Linked DNA regions of Sus scrofa: regions 2 and 3 are each linked to region 1. A link is a contact called in public Hi-C and promoter capture Hi-C data. All regions are on one chromosome and are shown on one strand. The core of a region is the stretch at or near the end of the contact, and the rest is flanking DNA. Distances in the headings are between cores, read along the strand shown. Region 1 holds the start of BMPR2 (bone morphogenetic protein receptor type 2). Region 2 holds the start of CARF (calcium-responsive transcription factor). Region 3 holds the start of ICA1L (islet cell autoantigen 1-like protein).

The links. Promoter capture Hi-C pulls out the DNA fragments that hold promoters and counts their contacts. A called contact is a pair of places that touch in the nucleus more often than the background predicts.
Region 2: a promoter capture Hi-C map of liver shows a contact between it and region 1, with 5 times the contacts expected there. The contact joins the promoter of CARF here to the promoter of BMPR2 in region 1. A contact is called at or near these places in 2 of 5 promoter capture datasets (fetal liver and liver) and 2 of 2 datasets of contacts at active chromatin or transcription factors (alveolar macrophages and skeletal muscle).
Region 3: a contact with region 1 is called in a Hi-C map of embryonic fibroblasts, with 2.9 times the contacts expected there. The contact joins the promoter of ICA1L here to the promoter of BMPR2 in region 1. A contact is called at or near these places in 1 of 5 promoter capture datasets (fetal liver) and 3 of 47 Hi-C or Micro-C datasets (embryonic fibroblasts, epiblast stem cells and subcutaneous adipose tissue).

What each region holds. Positions count from the first base shown.
Region 1 is chr15:105,970,322-105,972,829 of Sscrofa11.1, forward strand. BMPR2 (bone morphogenetic protein receptor type 2) reads left to right here and starts at 1,256. Exons shown (of 13, transcript NM_001204900.1): 1 at 1,256-1,347. The coding sequence starts at 1,272.
Region 2 is chr15:106,409,165-106,411,672 of Sscrofa11.1, forward strand. It overlaps CARF (calcium-responsive transcription factor), which reads left to right and starts at 1,254. Exons shown (of 18, transcript XM_021075550.1): 1 at 1,254-1,376. It overlaps WDR12 (ribosome biogenesis protein WDR12), which reads right to left and starts at 1,559. Exons shown (of 14, transcript XM_003133592.6): 1 at 1,172-1,559; 2 at 478-525. The coding sequence starts at 518.
Region 3 is chr15:106,376,321-106,378,828 of Sscrofa11.1, forward strand. ICA1L (islet cell autoantigen 1-like protein) reads right to left here and starts at 1,253. Exons shown (of 13, transcript XM_021075560.1): 1 at 1,143-1,253.

The DNA of each region.
Region 1 (2,508 bases), core at 6-2,505:
CTGCTGCCGCCGCCGCCCGCGCTGCACCACAGGCCCGAGACAGACAGGGCCGGGAAGAGCCGGAGACTGAGGAGGAGGCGGAGGCGGAGGAGGCGGAGGCGGGGCGACTCCGGTGACCGGGAGCGCCGCAGACTGGCAGCTGCGGCGACTCCCCCCTTTGTGTCTGGTCTGCTCGGAGCCACTGGAAGTGCTTCCCGGAGGGGCGCGGGGTGTCTCGCCGCCTTGCTGCCCACCCCCCTTTCCAGCCACCTACATCCGCCCTCCCGCCGCCCCCCGCCCTCGGCCCGCGACGCCTGAGCTCCGCCCGGAGCCTAGAGCTGCGGGAAAACGAGGCGGCGGCGGCGGCGGCGGCGGCGGCTTCCTCCGGAGGGTTGTGATTCGCTCACGGGAGCCATAGAAGACGAGGCTTTCACGGCAGAATTTACCCCAGGCAAGATGGAGCGGCAGCAGTAAAAAAGAGAGGAAGAAGTACACCGGAGAGGGCTAGAAAGGGCAGCCTCCCCGCACCTCCCCTCCGCCCGCTGTCTTGGGGAGCTCGGGGCCCGGCCTGCAGACCCCTCCCCTCCCCCGCTTCCCACCGCCCCTCAGCCCTCCGGCTGGGACCTGCCAGACCCTCGCAGGATTGTTCCGCGAAGACGTGAAGGCGGTGGGTTTGTCCATGGAGGCAGGCACCTTTTTCGATCCAGTCGAGGAAGAGGATTTGCTGTGCTCGAAATCGGAGTAAAGGAAGCACCGAAGCGAAACTTAAAAGGAATCTTGCCCTCCCGGAGCCACGGGCGATGCGCCTCCGGCTATCGGGCGCCGCCGCCCGCCCGGCTTTGCCCTTCCCGGCAGTCGGGAACTTGTTCTGATCCTTGGCGTCCCCATCGAATCCCGGCTCCCCACCCCTCGCCACTCTGGATATGTTTTCTCCCAGACCTGGATATTTTTTTGATATCGTGAAACTACGAGGGAAATAACTGCGGGGCTTTCTTCTTGTCTCCCTGCTTCTCCCCACGGACATGCCTTCAGTTTGGGGGGCCGAGGCACCCCCTCCTAGGCGAGCGAACTCCCCGAGCCGCGAGGGAGAGAAATGAAGGGAATTTCTGCTGCGGAATGAAAGCTCTGCAGCTCGGTCCTCTCATCTGCCATTTGTCCTTTCAAACTGCATTGTTTTTCGGGCTGGATAAGTCCGACGAGAGCGAGGACTAGCTTCTCGGCCGTCTTTCTCCGCCCGTGTTCACTTTCCATATTTATTTTCTCTGCTCTTCTGCTTCTCGACTGGCCCAGGGATGACTTCGTCGCTGCGGTGGCCCCGGCGGGTGCCCTCGCTGCTGTGGACCGTCCTGCTGGTCAGCGCTGCGGCCGGTGAGTAGCCCCGGGTGGCACGACCCGGCCACTTCCCCTGCGGGTGGCGAGGGAGGGAGCCTGCAGAGGCCGAGGCCTGCACCGGCCCTTCGCCACGCTTCCCCCGATCGCCTGGTACCTGCGCGCCTTTCCAGTCCTTCCAGGGAACTACCCTTCCATGTTGTCGTGTAGTTTCGAATCCCCACTCCTCGTATTCCCCACCCCCACACCTCCCACCCGCGGGGGGGAAAAAAGACACATTGGGTGTGGTATCTTGACATTTTTAGCTGTGAGGTAATGCCAGGATTAAAAATAATATTTTAATCACCAGTGGACAGTGTCTATTATGAGATCTTTGGAAACAGAACTGTAGGGTTTTTTTTTTTTTAATATAAAGAAGAGGATTTGGCTTACAGTAAAAACATTAAACTATGGAGCATACACTTGAACCTTATTTTTAGATTTAGATCGCTCTCTGGGAATCCATGTTACTTTCATTATTCCAAAACGTTCCCGAATAAATTGAATAAATGTTGAGGAACCCAGAACTGTGAAATTCTTAATACATTGTACAGTACTGTTAGTTGTTATTATCATTGGTATTATTTTATTTTGAAGGGTATAAGTAATTATGTTTTCATCTTTTCAATCTTGGACTCTTGTATTTTATCTGCTTTTAGAATTACTGTTGGGTTTAGAAGTATTTTCAGTAACTTTTCTTTTAGTCATCTGGCATCTGTTGGTTTTCCTGTCATTGACCTCACGTCAGACTTCTAGGAGATCTGAGTCCTGAAAGAAAGTTCTTTTGACATTTTGCTGAAGCTTAAAGGGAAATGGTAGTCATCCTTTCCTTAGGATATTTTGTCTTTAATTCTCAAACGCCTTAGTGCAAATCTCATGTTACGTTTGCAGTTAATTTTTCAAGCAGTCTTTTGGTGATTTGCTTTCAGAAATTTTGGGGAGTGATACATATAATTTTTAAATTTGGTTTAGTATGGCCAAATAGATTATATATTTTAAAATGAATGAAGAAAAAAATGGATGAGGGACAACATAACACCTTTCCAATTACTTTTTCTTAAGTGTAATTTTCACATTAATTTCTCACTGCTATGTTAGATGTGGAGATTGCTTGCTTATTTCCATTTAAAAAGTCTGCATTGGGAAAACACTGAAAGATAA
Region 2 (2,508 bases), core at 4-2,503, 440 kb after region 1:
ACTTCACACTCCTACCTAAAGCCAGTTCTATCAACCCCCTATTGAGAGCTCTACTTTCTAGCCTGGTTTAGAACGGCATTGTCTATTACCTATTTAAGAAAATGAAATCGTGTTTTCGGATACTGGGAAACACCACTAGCAGACAGGATATAACGACTTGGCCTGTTGTTAATTGTTCAGTTACATATAATGCGCTTCATTCAGGACGCAAACCTAAGGCCTTTCAGGCCCCTCTACACTTCAAATTACACAGAGCTTGAGAAGCCAGGCAGAAGGATCGGTGATCCTTGAGAAATTCTCGCTAGGTACTGCTTTCACCCGGGCGGAAAACGCGCTCAAGCGAGGAGTCTAGCAAAACAGAAAAAGTGAGTTGACGGCAAAGACAACCAGGGATGCACAAGGCCATCCCTAAGCGGTCATTTCAAAGAATCCCAGGGAAGGGAGAAGTGGGTAGAGGAAGAGAGTAAGCATACTTACTTTTTGTTGTCAGTGAAGAAGCGTGTCTGGAGCTGAGCCATGGCTTGCCTACAGAAACGTACAGGGTAACAGTTAGATAACCCGTGCTCGGGTCTTTAAGGCTACAAAAAGAGGTTGCTCAAAATTACACTGCACGTGTATATGAAAAACTGCAGTCCAACTCCGGGCTTCCGCTTTCCTTCCTCCGGCCTGCCTAGCCAGAAAGCACCACGAGGCTCCCCTTCCACAAGGCCCAGCCCACAAACATCGACTACCTATTCCTAGATTTAGGAGTCATCGATTAGTAAGGCATAGTCTTAAAGGCGACGTTTCCCTTTAATTTTGTTTGTATTTAAAAAATATATATATTTAAGCTTGCGCTCGATTATGAAAATACAGAGAGGCCTGATTCAAATCCGCTTATCCGCGCTCTCTCTCTCTCTCTTTTTTTTTTAAAGAGGCCATCCTTAGGCCCGATAATTCAAACACAGCTCCTAGATACTACAAACCCCAGAAAGCAGCGCTTGTCAGAAGCTGTACCCACTGGGAATTGTAGTCTTTCTTGCCTCTCTCCCCTAGGGATATCTTATTTGCATTAAACCTTCCCGACTCCAGCCAAATATCTATTATATTTCCTCTGCCATCAGCTTTAATTCACGAAAGCCTTTCCGGGCTTATCTGCTCAAGCATACTCCCAATCACACTTTCGGTCTACCGAGATTTTTCTTGGTGTTTCGCCACTAGCTTCAAGCTTTAGATCCAGGTGAGAGGAGGGGATACGAAAGAAAGAACGAATCAGAAGGGAAACGCGACGGTGGCTGATAGTGGTCTTATCTCGAGCGACTGCGCTGCGCGCTCCCGGAGGGGTGCGCCTGCGCACTGTGAGGGTCTCCATGGCGGGGCCTCGGAGCCAAGACGAGGTTGAGTAGACTCGTTTTGAATTTTCTTCCCTCTACTCCAGCACTTTTTGGACTTCCCTTCTCGCCCTATAGGGCGCTCGGCCGCGGTGGGACTGGGGGAGTCCGAGGTTTGGGAGAGCTGTCTGCGCCGACGGACGGGACACTACCTCCCAACCCCCCTTTCTTCCTGCTGCCTCCTCCTCCCGCCGCCTCTTGACCCGCCCGGTCCCTGAGCAACCGCCGGCCCCCGCCCCCTGCTGCAACCCGGCGTCGGTGGCGCCTTCAGCGCCCCACCTTGGGCGGTATTCGGGGCCCTATGTGTCGAGGCCTACTGCGCCCCGCCCGGGACGGGGTTCGCTGGAGAAGGTGGAAGTTCGTGTTTTTAGGAGGGTTTCAGAGCGCAAGGAAGAACCGCCTTGGATTCGGACCCCTGGGCTGGAGCGCCCAGTGTGTAGTCCCATGCGCAGCCCCGCGCCCCGCTTTTTAGAGTTCTTTTTTTCTCTTTAGGAGCCCCCTTTTAATTTCCTTTTAGAAGGAGAAAGGCGTCCTCCCACACTCTCTACGGTTTTTTACCTTTTCTTTCTTTTTTTTTTTTTTGAAGTCACCCAAAGGCCTAATGGTCCCGGGAATTATTCTAATACAACCGAGTTGTTTTTTTGAGGAAAGATGGATGGAGAGATACTATCTAGAAGGAGAAAGGCGTCCTCCCACACTCTCTACGGTTTTTTACCTTTTCTTTTCTTTTTTTTTTTTTTTTTTTTTGAAGTCACCCAAAGACCAAATGGTCCCGGGAGTTATTCTAATGCAACCGAGTTGTTTTTTTGAGGGAAGATGGATGGAGAGATACTATCTAGATTTCATAGTCGCTTTTTAAGGCATTCATTAGAGAAGCTCCAAGAGGGAAATTTAAAGAGACAGCAGTTTAGAGTAAGGCAGAACTGGATTGCAAAATTTTGGGAAGGGGTATGTGTGCAGGTGAAAACAACTAAAGCTCTCCTTGGTTACGTTGCTTAAAGATGTACTACGATTAAGTAGACGCCTGGTTTTTAAATCAATCATAGACTATGAGAAGGAATTTAAACAATTGTAAGCGAAAAATAATCTGTTATTAGCAGCAATGACAGTGAAATTAGGACCGTTTTCCGTTTACTCA
Region 3 (2,508 bases), core at 3-2,502, 410 kb after region 1:
GGACACTGGATGTTAGGCACAGACAACGAATATAATATGATTAAATATATACATACCATTGGTTGCTTATTTGGTCAATAAATGAATAAACAACTCCTACTAAAGGATGAGGCACCTGTGGCTGGCTACTCCATCAATATTGATGTGAAGATGATTAGAGTACTATCACTTTACAGTATGTTGCCTGAGTCAGAACCAATTAAATTAATACATAAATACTTAGAGAAAACCCAAAACCATGGGTAAACGTTATCTTCCCAATAGGCTTTTTCACAGCGACTCATAGTTTAGGAGAGCTTTTAAGTTCTATGTATCAAGATCTATTACATGAAAAACAATCCCACCCCCTCTACTGGCAAATCCACGGCATCGCGGGTTAGTTGCCAGAATGGAGGGATTTTTTCCCCTCTCCATCTTTCTCAGAGTATCAGGTATCTCACCGCTGACAGCATTTGGGCATCTGACCAGGTGAGCTGAGTTTCCACGAGGCGGATGGGTGCCTGGGGCTGGGATAAAGGCCTCAGGCTTCTAGATTTGAGCGCTGAACCCTTCGGGAGCTCGTGCCTTCCGCAGTTCATCTTAAACCGCACATTTACTTATGTTTTGTTTTTGCCCATCGCTAACCGTTTACTTCCTAAAGAAGACATGCCCGTTACAAAATAATGACATGAAAATAAACACGACGTGAAAAGGAGGTCAGCAAGAAAGCACCGCAGGGCCGAGAGCATCTGCCTCTAATGGAAGTTATCTCCATCTATGAGACAAATCACCCAAACAAGCCTCAGGGCCCTGCGCTCTAGCTAACGGGACGAGCGTGGGTGGATGCTCCCTTGGTCCCGAGGCGACCCAGCCAAGCCAAAAACCACTCCTGGCCCTATCTGCCGATACTAAGCCCAGAGGAGCTCCCATCAGGACCTTGTCTGGGAGGGAGGCCGAAGGGCTCATGCTCCCCGAGGCAACCGAGGAGGCCGGCGAGGCCCCAAGTGCCCTCTTGTGCTCAACTCAGGCACCGCCCGCTGCGTCTCCACCTTGGGGCGTCGCCATAGGAACCAAGGGTTTGGCCTCCGGCCCCGACTGGCCTGGGAGGGCGCGGCCCTCCGCCGCCCTGGAGCGTGGGGGTCAGGGGAGCCGCAGACGCTCACCTCGACGCCCGGCCGGGCCGCGACGCGCCGCTCCTCCTCCGCCTCCGGTCGCGCTGGGCGGCGCAGAGGTCGGTCCAGGGCGCCCGTTCCCACGGCCGCCGCCCGCGAGCCCAGCGCCGCTGCCGCCCGGCCGCTCCCGCAGCTGGTGCCCCTCCGCACCAGAGCGTGGAGGTGTCGGGCTCCCGCTGCGGGAGGCGGGAGATTTAAACCCCGCGGCCGGGCGCGCGCAGAAGCCGCACTTTCCACGGCGCTTCGGCTCTCGCGTAACCCCGCGGGGGCCCGACTTTCGGCTGGTTCTTGAAGAAATTCCGGGACCCTCTCAGTTCCTCCTTTCCCGAATTCCTCTTTACTTAATAAAGCGAAACGACAAACACCACACCCCTCAGAACACCAGGATAAGGTATTGAGTAGGAGACCTTCAAGGCGTGAGAAGTGGAGGGAATTCTCCACTCCTTTTCGGAGCCAGGAGCCCGGATCCCTCCCTCCCCGCGCTTCCTCTGAACCGGCACTGCACCTGTCCGGTGCCACCCCTGCGAGAATGTAAGCTTTTGAGCCCTGGTCATTCCTCAGTCCTCAGGCGTTTCTCAGTACCAGCGTGGGCATACAGAAAACATTCACGTGCTATATATATTAAACTTCTATTGAAAGGTTTAGAGGATTAACAGCTGTTAACAACTGGCCTCAAATACGCACATACATAACTCTTGAAAAATCTTCAAGAGTCAAATGTAAAATTTGTGCTTAAAAACCCCGGGGGGGGGGAGTTCCCATCGTGGCTCAGTGGTTAACGAATCCAAATAGGAACCATGAGGTTGTGGGTTCCATCCCTGGCCTTGCTCAGTGGGTTAAGGATCCGGCGTTGCCGTCAGCTGTGGTGTAGGTCGCAGACGCGGCTTGTATGGGGATGTTGCTGTTCTGGTGTAGCCCTGCGGCTACAGCTCCGATTCCACCCGTAGCCTGAGAACCTCCATATGCCGCAGGAAGCGACCCTAGAAAAGGCAAAAAGACAAAAGACCAAAACAAACAAACAAAACCCACGGGGAAAATTGTAGATAAGGCAAAAGTAAAACTGCTATGGGTGTAAAACGACTTATGTCAAAAGTGCTTTCTTTTTAAAGGTGGCTCAAAAAAATATTATCACCTTTCCTAAAACTACAAAATAGAATTAATTGCAACTGTAGCATATAGGTTAGCAAGGAAAAAAAGCTTACACTTCAGGTAATAACTAAGGTCTGTAAGATCATGAAAGAAAAAAAGATGAGGTGAGAGTCTAGAATATTATAAAGCACTTACCTTAAAAACCGGAAAAAAAAGTAGTTTTAGAATAGGAGAAAGGGTAGGTTATTTATAGTACACACACAGCTAA